2 separate regions of the Canis lupus genome follow, and region 1 is linked to region 2. A link is a contact called in public Hi-C data. All regions are on one chromosome and are shown on one strand. The core of a region is the stretch at or near the end of the contact, and the rest is flanking DNA. Distances in the headings are between cores, read along the strand shown. Region 1 holds the start of ATP6V0E1 (ATPase H+ transporting V0 subunit e1). Region 2 has its middle 45 kb from the start of NKX2-5.

What was found. A called contact is a pair of places that touch in the nucleus more often than the background predicts.
Region 1: a contact with region 2 is called in a Hi-C map of blood, with 6 times the contacts expected there. The contact joins the promoter of ATP6V0E1 here to the enhancer-like site in region 2. A contact is called at or near these places in 4 of 9 Hi-C or Micro-C datasets (amygdala, blood, liver and 1 more).

What each region holds. Positions count from the first base shown.
Region 1 is chr4:40,293,957-40,300,059 of UU_Cfam_GSD_1.0, reverse strand. It overlaps ATP6V0E1 (ATPase H+ transporting V0 subunit e1), which reads left to right and starts at 3,507. Exons shown (of 4, transcript NM_001003128.1): 1 at 3,507-3,643. The coding sequence starts at 3,540.
Region 2 is chr4:40,082,864-40,088,869 of UU_Cfam_GSD_1.0, reverse strand. No RefSeq gene overlaps it. Among named protein-coding and RNA genes, the nearest start is that of NKX2-5, 45 kb to the left of the region's middle. Within about 2 kb of position 4,314, at least 2 of the 20 cell types and tissues checked have an H3K27ac peak or open chromatin away from gene starts, as enhancers often do. A contact at or near this core is called in blood, where this site is marked.

The sequences.
Region 1 (6,103 bases), core at 2,258-4,757, 210 kb before region 2:
CAGTCACTGTTTCCAGTTCCTTTTGTATTTTTTCCGGAAATAGTCTATGCATATATGACTTGGTGCTTACTAAAAGTCTGATCCATGAAGAAGTCTTCATGAGAAAGGCAGGTCATCCAAGTATAAACAGCTCTATAATATAAAGTTGATTTACTGCTTGAACACCATATTTATAAGCATGCACAAATATTAAATAAAATAATCTTTGGCCTTCAGAAATAACTTGTCAACCACATCCTAGCCTACCCCTAGCAGGAGAGCAGCAAGTTCAAGAATAGGCTTTCACAGGTCTCACCTTATGAATCAGATGTCTCTGTCTTGTTAAGCTGTGCATAACTTAGGGGTTTTTTTGGTTGTCTTACTGTCTGAAATAGGCAGGATGGGTTCGTGGGAAGAATGCGAGTTATGAAGACCTGCATTTAGATCCCAGTTCTGTTACTTAAAACAGACTTTGGGCAAGTTACAAATCTGAGCCTCTCCTAGTAGGTAAGATGATCTTAACATGATAGGTGTTGTGAATATTGAATGAGAGGTAGTTCAAAGCACATGGTTCAATGGCATATAGCTGTCACTCAAGAAATGAATGGTGGTCACCTGCAGGGCATGTTCCATACAGACGTGCTGAGCAAATGAGTTTTAAAGCATGCTGGAGGGATCCCTGGGTGGCACAGCGGTTTGGCGCCTGCCTTTGGCCCAGGGCGTGATCCTGGAGACCCGGGATCAAATCCCACGTCAGGCTCCCGGTGCATGGAGCCTGCTTCTTCTCCCTCTGCCTATGTCTCTGCCTCTCTCTCTCTCTCTGTATGACTATCATAAATAAATTTAAAAAAAAAAAAAAAAATAAAAAATAAAGCATGCTGGAGTTTTCAGCTTCTCCACTAACTTCCAGGTTTCCAGATCAGCTTGGACTCTGCATGCCTGTTTTTATTTTTATTTATTTATTTATTTATTTTTATTTATTTATGATAGTCACAGAGAGAGAGAGAGAGAGGCAGAGACACAGGCAGAGGGAGAAACAGGCTCCATGCACCGGGAGCCCGACGTGGGATTCGATCCAGGGTCTCCCGGATCGGGCCCTGGGCCAAAGGCAGGCGCCAAACCGCTGCACCACCCAGGGATCCCTGCATGCCTGTTTTTATTTATAGGCCTGAGCTTAGGAAAGGGGATTAGTGGGGTTACACTGTAGCATTTCAGTCAGTTCTTACTTGTTTTATCCTTTTGGGGTTGCCTTGGAGGTTTTTCCTCTAGGAGTTGATCTCAGACTTTTCCTGTTTACACATTTAAAAATTATTGTGAACCCAAAATCTAACTTTTTTTAAAAAAAGATTTATTTATTTATGATAGAGAGAGAGAGAGAGAGAGAGGCAGAGACACAGGAGGAGGGAGAAGCAGGCTCCACGCCAGGAGCCCGATGCAGGACTCGATCCCGGGACTCCAGGATCGCGCCCTGGGCCAAAGGCAGGTGCTAAACCGCTGAGCCACCCAGGGATCCCCCAAAATCTAACTTTTATGTGGGTTCTATCAATAATATAATTTACCATATTATAAATTAGACCAAAAATTTAACATTCATTTTAGATTCATTTTAAAATAACAATGATCAACCTGTAATACATTAACAGAAATAACATTTATTGGGAAATAACTTTTTTCCAAATTGAAAAATATAGTGGGAAGAACAACATAGTATTACATTTCTGCAAAATTCCTTAATGTCTGGCTCAATATAGAAGACAAATGGATCCTAAATAATACTTATGCATTCAATCTGTTGCAACATATTTGGGTAAAGCAAATATGGACTATGGATAATTCAGCTTCACACAGATTGGTAGTTAGAACAGAGAGGCCCGGATCCCTGGGTGGTGCAGCGGTTTGGCGCCTGCCTTTGGCCCAGGGCGCGATCCTGGAGACCCGGGATCGAGTCCCATGTCGGGCTCCCTGCGTGGAGCCTGCTTCTCCCTCTGTCTATGTCTCTGCCTCTCTCTCTCTCTCTCTCTGTGACTATCATAAATAAATAAAATAAAATAAAATAAAATAAAATAAAATAAAAAACAGAGAGGCCCTTACAGACCTGCTGGGAGAGTCCCAGGGACTCCCCTGGGGTCCTTGAGCCATACTGACATTTCCTGAAGTAGACTTTAAGTGCCTTGAAGGGGGAGAGTATTTCTTCATTCTACTGAATCTTTTAGTTCCCTGGCCTTGGACACCAGTTCTTACTTGGAATGTGTGATAAAATGTTTTTGACAGATTGACTGATAGAGGGAGCTATTGGTCAATACTAGCCCACAGCTATGATAGCAAAGGTGGGGATTTTCTCATTTCACAGAGGATGAAACAGATTTACACAAAACTGGTGTCTAAACGGCCACATCCCTGGGCTCCCCAACACCTGGTTTTTAAAGAAGTTGCCAGGAAGGCCAGGCGAAGGTTAATGGCATCAGCTTAAAATATTTGCCTTTATTTAAGAAATAGGGGAAACAAATCTGCAATAGCTAAAGTGGAAGCGACTCAAATGTCCATCTCCAGATGAATGAAGAAACTAAATGTGGCATATAACATACAGTAGAATGTTATTCAGCCTTAAAAAGGCTGCAACGGGAATCAAGCTTGAGAGTATTATGCTAAGTGAATCAAGGCGGTCACAAAAGGAAAAATATTGTATGATTCCACTTCTATCAGGTATCTAGAGTAGTCAAACTTAACAGAAGGTAGAACGGGGGTTGCCGGAGCTTGGGGAAGGGACAAGGAGGAGTTGTTTTATGGGCATGAAAAAGTTGTGGAGATTGGGGACTCAACAACATGCATATAGTCAATACTCTCTGACTTTACACTTCGTGGCGAAGATGGTGAATTTTATGTATATTTTACCACAATCAAAAATAAATTAAGAAAAAAATAGAAAGGAGACTTTTTTCTCTTAGTTCTGGCCGACCTCACCCCTTGTCACTCAGTTCAGTTGTACATGTGTTTATCGAACACATTGTATGTATAAGTACTCCCGAGGAGCAAGGATCCGTTAAACAGGGCCTGTCCTCGGGGAGTTTGCTCTCCAGTAGAGGGTTGGCTACGATACACGGCCACAAGGGACGCACCAACAGAATGAAACCGGTTTTGGAGAAGGCAGCGCTTGGACTGGAACTTCAGGACGGCAGAATTTCTGCTTAGACGGACACGATGACCCTCTATATCCCGCATACCGGCCAGGTGAAAGTTTGGGATCATGTTTGGAGGTGGAGCAGATGTTACCGAGTATAGGTCCGACTTCCCATCTCATCCCGGAGTCCATTCTGCTTAATGAAGAAAGCTGGTGGTCACTCGAGGTAAGTAAGCAAACAGGCTACCGCACGCGGCAACCACAGTCCAAGACCAGGGGGCCCGGGATGGGGGGGGGGGGGGGGGGCGGGGGCGGAGTCCGGCGCGGAGTCACGTGGGGCGTGGAGGCGGGTCTGCGCGCTGGTCACGCGGCCCGGTGTTGACACTTCCGGGTGGGACCGAAGCGAGGCGGCTGGGCAGGGGCTCGCGCCTCCGCGGCAGCCATGGCGTACAACGGCCTCACGGTGCCTCTCATCGTGATGAGCGTGTTCTGGGGCTTCGTCGGCTTCTGCGTGCCCTGGTTTATCCCTAAGGGTCCCAACCGGGGGTAAGTGCGCTAGGGGCCCGCCTTGGGAAGGACGCGCGGCGAGGACGGCCCGGGGCGGGGGCGACCTGCCCGGGTCAGAGACCTCGCGGGGTGGTCCCCGACCGCCTGCAGACCCCCGGCTTCCTACGGCGGCAGCTCTTTGTTCCCCGGGCCGAGGGGGAGGACGCTGACTCCCGACGGACCCTCCTTGGGAAGGGGTTTCAGGGGGATTTTTTTTTTCTCACCACGGGCCTGTCTGGGGAGGGTGCGTGGGAAACGGGTTTATACCGACTCAGGGAGAAGTGTGGTCTCTTCTAAATGGCTTTCACCCCCTTAGCCCTGCCCTCCGCTCAAATGACGCCTAAACTTTAAAGGAAAGGATCAAATAAGACAGAACTTGCCCTCTGTGCCCCACATGTCGCAGTTGCAGGGGACACAAGCTTGTGCAGCAGCGCGGAGCCCAGGCCTTGCATCTAGTGGGCGCCAGGTAGTTGGGGCCTGATCTAAAGCGAGATTAATTACCGAAGGGCGGGAGGTATTGTTTAGAAGCCCCTGCGTCATACCTTTTGAGGGTGGTTCTGCGCTTGTATGCGAGTGTACCAAGTTCTTAGAATGATTGACTAAAACCTAGACTTCTTGGCTAAATAGAGCTCTATTTTGTTAAGTAAATCTTTTCTATTGTAGTATGAGATAGAGCCTTGTCTTCAAAGGAGCTTTGGAACAGCCTCCTTCTGGTTCCTCTTTTGCCTTTTAGTCATTTTTTCTCATCCCGAGATCATGTGGAGTGAAACTTAGGCTAAGTTGGAGCTTCGCCAAGCACCAACAAATTGGTGGCCTATGCAGCATGCATAGATGCATAGTAGGCATTCATTCAGTAAATACCCATTGAGTGGATAATTCTATTTTATTAGGGGAAATAAAATGCTATCACTTCCTTAATATTTTGTGACCTAAACTCCTTTTGCTGTCTGGAATACACTTGTATTAGACTTGGTACTTCTATCTAGCTTGAAAGTAAAACACACCTTGTTTAAAAAGGAAAAACGGTAGATGAATTTCTATCATTTGGTAGCATTCGATTTCCCCTCCTCTCCTCCCAGTAACATCAGTTATAGAGGGTCATCTCTCTAGACTATAACAGATGATGCAGAGTGTTACAATTCTAGGGTTATTAAATCAATTTGTATTAACCAAATTGAATTTCTTAGACATCTTTCTCCTACTGGAGTTAGAGACCAACAAAATACTTTGTTGTTTCTATCTTCAACTGTTTCATTACCCTACTGTCTGCTTTTCCACTCTAAATACTCAGGAAAGCATTTTTGATGTGCTTGTAACATTGACCACTCCTTTCTTAAAGACCCTGATTTGGGACCCACCATGCCTACCTAGCCTTGGGACTTGATGCCACTGCTGTTTTCCAGTGTAATGAAATGTCTCCTGTAATACATGGACTACTCAGTTTCCAACTCTAGTGTCATGATTCAGGTTTGACGGGCCAATGATAAATTATCTGGGTCTAATTCACAGCCTCTACCCTAATCCTTTTATTTCCTGCTCTTGGCAGGATTGAGCAGTTCTTAAAACACAAAATGTCTCCTAGGAATTACTGTATTACACTTTGAGAAACACTGCTCCAAGCTGGATGATCCCTGTGACCTTGAACAATTAACTTTTCAGTGTTCCCTTTCCTCATTGTAAGGTGGAAAGAAATACTAGTACTGCATTAATACTAGTTCCTCTTTATCTCCTGAAAGGCTTTGAAAGTGTTTTTTAATACATGAAGGAACTTAATTGCTTCAAGGACTAGGTGAATTTTTAATCAGAACAATTCTGATTTAAAGGATTAAAAACATTTTGATTAAAGAGATAAGTAGGGGCACCTGGGTGGCTCAGTGGTTGAGTGTCTGCCTGTGGCCAAGGTGGTGATCCCAGGGTCCTGGGATTGAGTCCTGCATTGCGCTCCTCACAGGGAGCCTGCTTCTCCCTCCTCTGCCTATGTCTCTGCCTCTCTTTGTGTTACTCATGAATAAATAAATAAACTCTTAAAAAAAGAGAGATAGATTAAGTAAAGGTACTGTGTGGCAAGGGAAGAAGAGATTTTGATGTTAAATCCTATACCCTGCAAGGTCCACACACACCAGAGTGCAGAAAAATCTCTCTGTAACCTAAAGAAAACACCTTACTCTTACTCTTTTTTATAACTGAAAATGGGCCAGATAAAAAACAGTTTGTGTTTGGAATCAGCTTTCCTGACCATTTTTTTCATGATTTCCCTCTCTTTAGGAATCCACAGATGGTCTGAAAGCTTCAGATTTTTTTCACAGTGGCTCCTTTAGGGGTAGATGTGGGGCATGGGATGGAGCTAGATCACAGGGAATTGAGTCAGCTCCTGTTTTTTCAAGCATACAGAATATTTTCAAACATACAGCAAGGCAGAAAGAATAGTAAGAGTGTGTATTCCACTGCTTAGATATAATA
Region 2 (6,006 bases), core at 3,065-5,564:
TGAGTCTGACATGTTTCTTCACTCTTAGGTCATTTACATTTCTCTAGGTAGCTGTGGTTTTATATACTGGGCTTAAGGGTTATAGATGTTTTCTGGTTTCATTGAAGATGCAGTTTGAGCACGTTTCTTCTTATCCTTGTGCATTTTTTATTCTTTATTTTTATTTTTTTATTTTTTAAAGATTTTATTTATTTATTCATAGAGACACAGAGCAAGAGAGGCAGAGACACAGGCAAAGGGAGAAGCAGGCTCCATGCAGGGAGCCCGATGTGGGACTCAATCCAGGGTCTCCAGGATCACGCCCTGGGCTGCAGGCGGCACTAAACAGCTGCACCACCGGGGCTGCCCCTTATGCATTTTTTAAAAAGATTTTTTATTTATTCATTTGAGAGAGAGAGAGAGAGAGAGAGAGGGAGATGAGATCGAGCTAGAGAAAGAGTGTGAACTACAGCATGAGCTGGGGGAGGGTCAGAGGGAGAGAGAGAAGCAGACTCCAGGCTAAGCAGGGAGCCTGACATGGCACTTGGTCCCAGGACCCCGGAATTAATGACCTGAGCCGAAGGCAGACGCTTAACCAACTGAGCCACCCAGGCGCCCCTCCTTGTGTTTCTAAAGAGGGAAATTTTTGTTTCAACATTTTGAAACTGGAAGTCCATTGATGCACCTTTCATTTAAGGTGCAGCTTCATTTAAAGTATAGTGTGGATCAGATTGTAGTGCTAAAGAGTCATTCATTTAATCAATTCTTTCAACAAATATTTATTGATCACCTATTACATTTGGGCAGTGATCCAGGTCCTGGGAAACTGGGGACAATAAGAGAGATGTGTCCTTATCCTCCGTGAGAGCACGTGTTAATAAGAATACTAGACAAGGAAATAGACAATTGCCGCACAGTGCTAAGTACTCAGATGGTAAGGTCGGAGAACGACCTTACCACGCGGGGGAAGCACCCAGCCCCAGCTTGGAATAAAGCTCTAACTTTCCAGAACATTTTCACACATTCAGAAGAATCCCAGTTAAGTTCAGAGATGAGAAAGCAACCCTATGTCCTGCTGCCATCCAATAGCATCTTCCTGTGGTGTGGAGAGAGCTCCCTATGGTTCCAGCTCCCTGCAGCCTCTGGGGAGATAAAGATACTTAAAACGCCAACTCTGCTTCTGTGGGAAGTTGGCCCGGGGCCAGGTCCTCCCCTGGATGCCATGAGGACTCAGTGAGAGTGATGATTGTTGGCAGAGGGGTGTCGGAGCTCCTAGGCAGGCCTGGCTCACGTGGTACATGCTGGACACGCAGACAGAAATGTGTTTTGAACCCAGCCCTATTTGCCCCATTTATTTTCAGTGCCTGAGTGTGCCAGAACAAGATGGTGTAGAGGCTCTGGAACGGACACCAGGACAAAAGGCCCCACTGTGGAAAGGCTTTCGCGGTCAGTGAGAATGAGTCGGGGGGTCAGAAGCTAAGAAATGAACAACAAGCATCTCAAACTGGGATTTGCCACTTTTCTAAGGACTCCAAACACAGCTGTCCTTCTTTTCTTCAATATGGTACCTTTCCTGTCTTTCCTCCTTATCCCCCATTTCGTCAGTGTTATAAAAGCAATCCTTTTGCATTAATACTGGCCCAGGTCAGGCAAGTGGCGGGGCCCGGCTGGCCACCGACTCTCTGTTCTGGGCTCCTAGGGACTGGATGCTGAGCATGGGGGGGCCTCTGGGGGGCAGGCAGAGGGCTCCAAGGGCGCAGGTGCTCAGCTTGGAGGCCCTGCCAGGGGAGAGAGGGACCGGCTTCATTCTGTCTCTCTTCCAGGGCAGAAATAGACGTGGGGGAGGATGTATGTTGTGCGAGCCAGATTTAGCCAAATATCTTAGGAAGACATTTCTGATCATTAATGTCTTCATGAAAGAACAAACGGTCTCATGGAGCAAAGATGGCTCCTTCAAAATTGAAGCAGAGATTGGGAGTCATTACAGGATGTCGGACCAGGTCACTCTGATCTTTCCAAGTCTGGGCTCTGTGGTCTCAACAGTGGAACTAGGATCTGAGTGCAGACCGTGTGTCGCTTTCCATACATCAACTTATTTAACTCTCACAACAACTTGACATACGTTTCATTATTTTTAGCCCATTTTACAGATGAAGACTGTAAGGCTCACAGAGGCTCACAGAGATTGCTGTGTTTTTGTCTTTGTTCTCTTTACCATCTAAGTGGTGTGGCACAGTGTAAGACACTATGCTATAGTAGTTGAGATCTTAGGCTCCATGGGCTTGGACTCCGGAGTCTGTCACACTTTCCTAGCTAAGTGGCCTTGGGAAAGTTCCTTCCTGTCTTTGAGCTTTGCTTTTCTCACCTGTGAAATAGGTATGAAAATAGGGCTTCCCTTGCCAGGACTCTATCTAACATATAGACCTTAGCTAAGACCAAGTCCACCCCAGCCCAAAGTATGTCCTGTGAGAAATCCTTTCTTTTGGCATATTTTCAGATCAGCTGACACTGTCTTCATGGGCTCTGGTCAGGTGAGTTCTAGGGAAATGTGGTTTGAACTGAACTGTTTGACCTTGGAACTTTCACATACAGGCAGGACTCTGGCTTTAGGTGCCAGTGGGCTGTGTACTCTCAACTGTTGATGCTAAGAGGCAGGAAACCCAGACAGAAGGAGCAGCTGAAAAAGCCGAGTGGAAACCAGGATCCACGAGCATCTTCTGAAGACCCTCCCCTGCACAGCCGCCTGCCAACCAAATGCTTTGCTTTAATCCCAGCAGCAAAAGTACCCAGAAGCTGCTGGCAACCAGATGTCATTCATGTTGCCATTGGGATGAAGACAAGGGTCTCTGGTGGAACTTTTTGCCCCTTGCTTGGTGTTTAAGGCCAAACCCAGGTCCTGCCCCCCATAGAGCCCTGCTGGGTGTCCTCTGGCTATGTGTGTGTGGTAGAAGGAGCATGGGCTTTGGGAAGTGACACATCCAGGTTCAAATCCTGGACACCAATAGGCTATGTGAGTTGGTGCAAATGGTCTCTCTCAGCCTCTATTTTTCATCTATAATAGGAGGAAAGTAACACCTACTATCTCATGAAGTTGTTTAATGCACTAAGCGGAAGAACATACATGAAGTGCTGGTGTACTGCTTGGCACCTAGGAAGTGGGAATGCTTCATAAATGGCAAATTCTTATGATGATGACACAAGCAGGAGATAACCTGGCTCTGCTCAAATAAGGGGGTACTATTCCTGAACACTATCTCCTTCTGTTGTCTTCCATTCTCTTCCCCTTGTGTTGAAATTCTGCTTTTCCATAGTAAAAAGAGCTAACCTATGAAACACACAGTTCTTTTTTTCCGGCGTGCCTAATGAGCCATGGAACAGTGCTTGTCCCCTTCTCCTGGCTGAACATTTTCTTAGCTACTCTCTAGAGCCCATTTGTATCTTAACCCACAGGAGAACCTCCACGGTGGACGTCCAATGACGTCAGTGGCCAGATGCGCCAGGACTGTGGCATCACAGAATCTGCCTGTGTTCTGCCCCACTGTGCTGCGCCAACACCCACTAACAGTCCCGAGTATTCAAGAAGGGACTGAACAATATGAATGCCAAACCGAATATATGAAAAAGTAACTTCTAGTCCTGTTACCTCAGCAATTCCATTTCCTTTGCTTATTTCCTACAAGCATATATAATTTTCAGATGGCTACCATATATAGACCAAAATTTGCATCTTCTCTCTGTTTATGTAATTGCCCCAAGTTGCTGGATAATATTTATCATTAGGATTCAACGTGTCCATTTAAATGGGTGTGCTGTAATTGACTTAGTGACCGTAGTTATTTGCACTGCTTGCAATTTTCTTTATTATCCATTGCTAGGTATGTGAAGGTGCACATAGGTCCCCGGGATCTGGCCTTACTTTTTGTCTCCTTATCTTCTGACACTAGCTGGTACTACTTTTAGGGTTAGGACATTTCATAGTTTTATTCACAGGTAGCAAGTAGCATGTTTCTTTCTTTTCTTTCTCTTTCCCTTAAAAAAAAAATCTTATTTACTTATTAGAGGGAGAGAGAAACAGAGAGAAAGAGAGACTGCACAAGCAGGGGAGAGGGAGAGGCAGGCTCTGCACCAGGCAGGGAGCCTGATGCAAGGCTTGATCCTACGACCCCGGGGTCATGACCATGAGCTGAAGGAAGACGCTTAACTGACTGAGCCACTCAGGCACCCCAAGTAGTATGTTTCTACTTTGCCTCTAGAATCGCTCTCAGAGAGCAAAGAGTAGCTCGGGCTTGAGTCTGTGATTTGGCTGTGAGGCTGGAGAAGAGACTGGGGAGCGCGCCCCGGCAGGTTGAAATCCGAAGCTCAATGTTGCCTCCAAGCGAGCATATGCGGAACTGCAGGTTTGGGAGCCGGGGTCCGCGCCTTGAATGGGGGACGCTCTGGTTTCAGATACAGAGTTGAGAGGAACAGAGTGTCCTCTCCAATTTTGAGGAGACACTGATCTGGTTCAAAGATGGGCCTGGGGCAATTAGATGACAATTGCCAGACTAGAGACTTTCTGCATTCAGTTTTCATTCCATTCAGTTTTATGATTGATTTCCTTTCTAGAAGAAGATAATGATGGTAATGAGTATGGTCACAATTAAGTGCCTATTACATGCCAATCTTTTTGTTAGGTGGTTTGTGTACACCAATGCTAAGTTTCATAACAAAGGTCTTATAACTGCTATTTTGCAAATGAGAAGACTGAGGCTCAGAGAGTTCAAGTCTTTTACCTAGAGTCACTGAGCTGTCAGATGCAGAAGCCAGGTTCAAAGTCAAATCTGTTGGATTCTAAAACCCTGCCCATTTTATTAGAGCGGGCCATCTGCTGGTGAGCCTGTTAGGGCAACACTGACCCAAGCCCAGGTTGGACTGGCAGATCCCAAGGTCATACCTGTTGCCTTCACAACTCCATGGTCTGGTTATTCTCCCACAGTTCTGTTTCACAGGCCCTGCTGGGAGGCTCCATTTTCTTCCCTTCCCTTCCCTTCCCTTCCCTTCCCTTCCCTTCCCTTCCCTTCCCTTCCCTTCCCTTCCCTTCCCTTCCCTTCCCTTCCCTTCCCTTCCTTCCCTTTTTTCTTTTCTTTTTTTTTCTCTTCTTTCTTTCTTTCTTTCTTTTTTTTTTAAGATTTTATTTATTTATTCATGAGAGACAGAGAGAGAGAGGCAGAGACACAGGCAAAGGGAGAAGCAGGCGCCCCACAGGAAGCCTGATGTGGGACTCGATCCCTGGTCTGGGAATCATGCCCTGAGCAGAAGGAAGATGTTCACCGGCTGAGCCACCCAGGTGCCCTGGAAGCCCCATTTTCTTTGTCAGCAGGCCAGAGGTCCTTCCTAGTTAGGACTGTAACACCGAGCACCAAGCCCTCAGTACCCAGTGGCCCTGTCCTGGTTCATCAAAGGTGGCTATCAAAAATCAAATGGTGCCGGCTTCCCAGCAGCTCAGGGTGTCCTGGGTCCTGTGCTCCCGGGTGCAGCTTGCCATCCTGCTCTGGAGAGGAAGGGGCATCCTGGAGCTCACCTTTGCTGGCTGCTCACCCCTACCCTGGGGGCTAAGAAGGCAGGGCCAGCAGCAAGACCCGCACTGCGCTCTCCTCCTCCTTTATAAACAGTACTGATTAGGTAAAAAAATAAGAACAGGTGAAAAAGGAAAAGCAAGCAAATAAGTTTCCACAAATCCTAATTTCCAGACCACTCTTGTTAATTAAAAAAAAAAAAATCAATACATTCCAATGGCCAAAAAATAATTCATACAGCACCGACAGGCAGAAAAAAAAAAAAAAAAGTAAAGCTTCTTCTTCCAGAGGTAGCCTTAAAACAGCTACTTGGACTTCCTTTAAGAATTTTCTTCTGTATGGTCTAGCTGATAAATAATACACATGCTTATTTATGTGTATATAAAATTTACACAAGTGAGGTCACACTGTGCACGTGTTGAACACTTTGCCTTCTTTTGGGACTTTCTGCAAGCCCAGTATGGTTACCCCA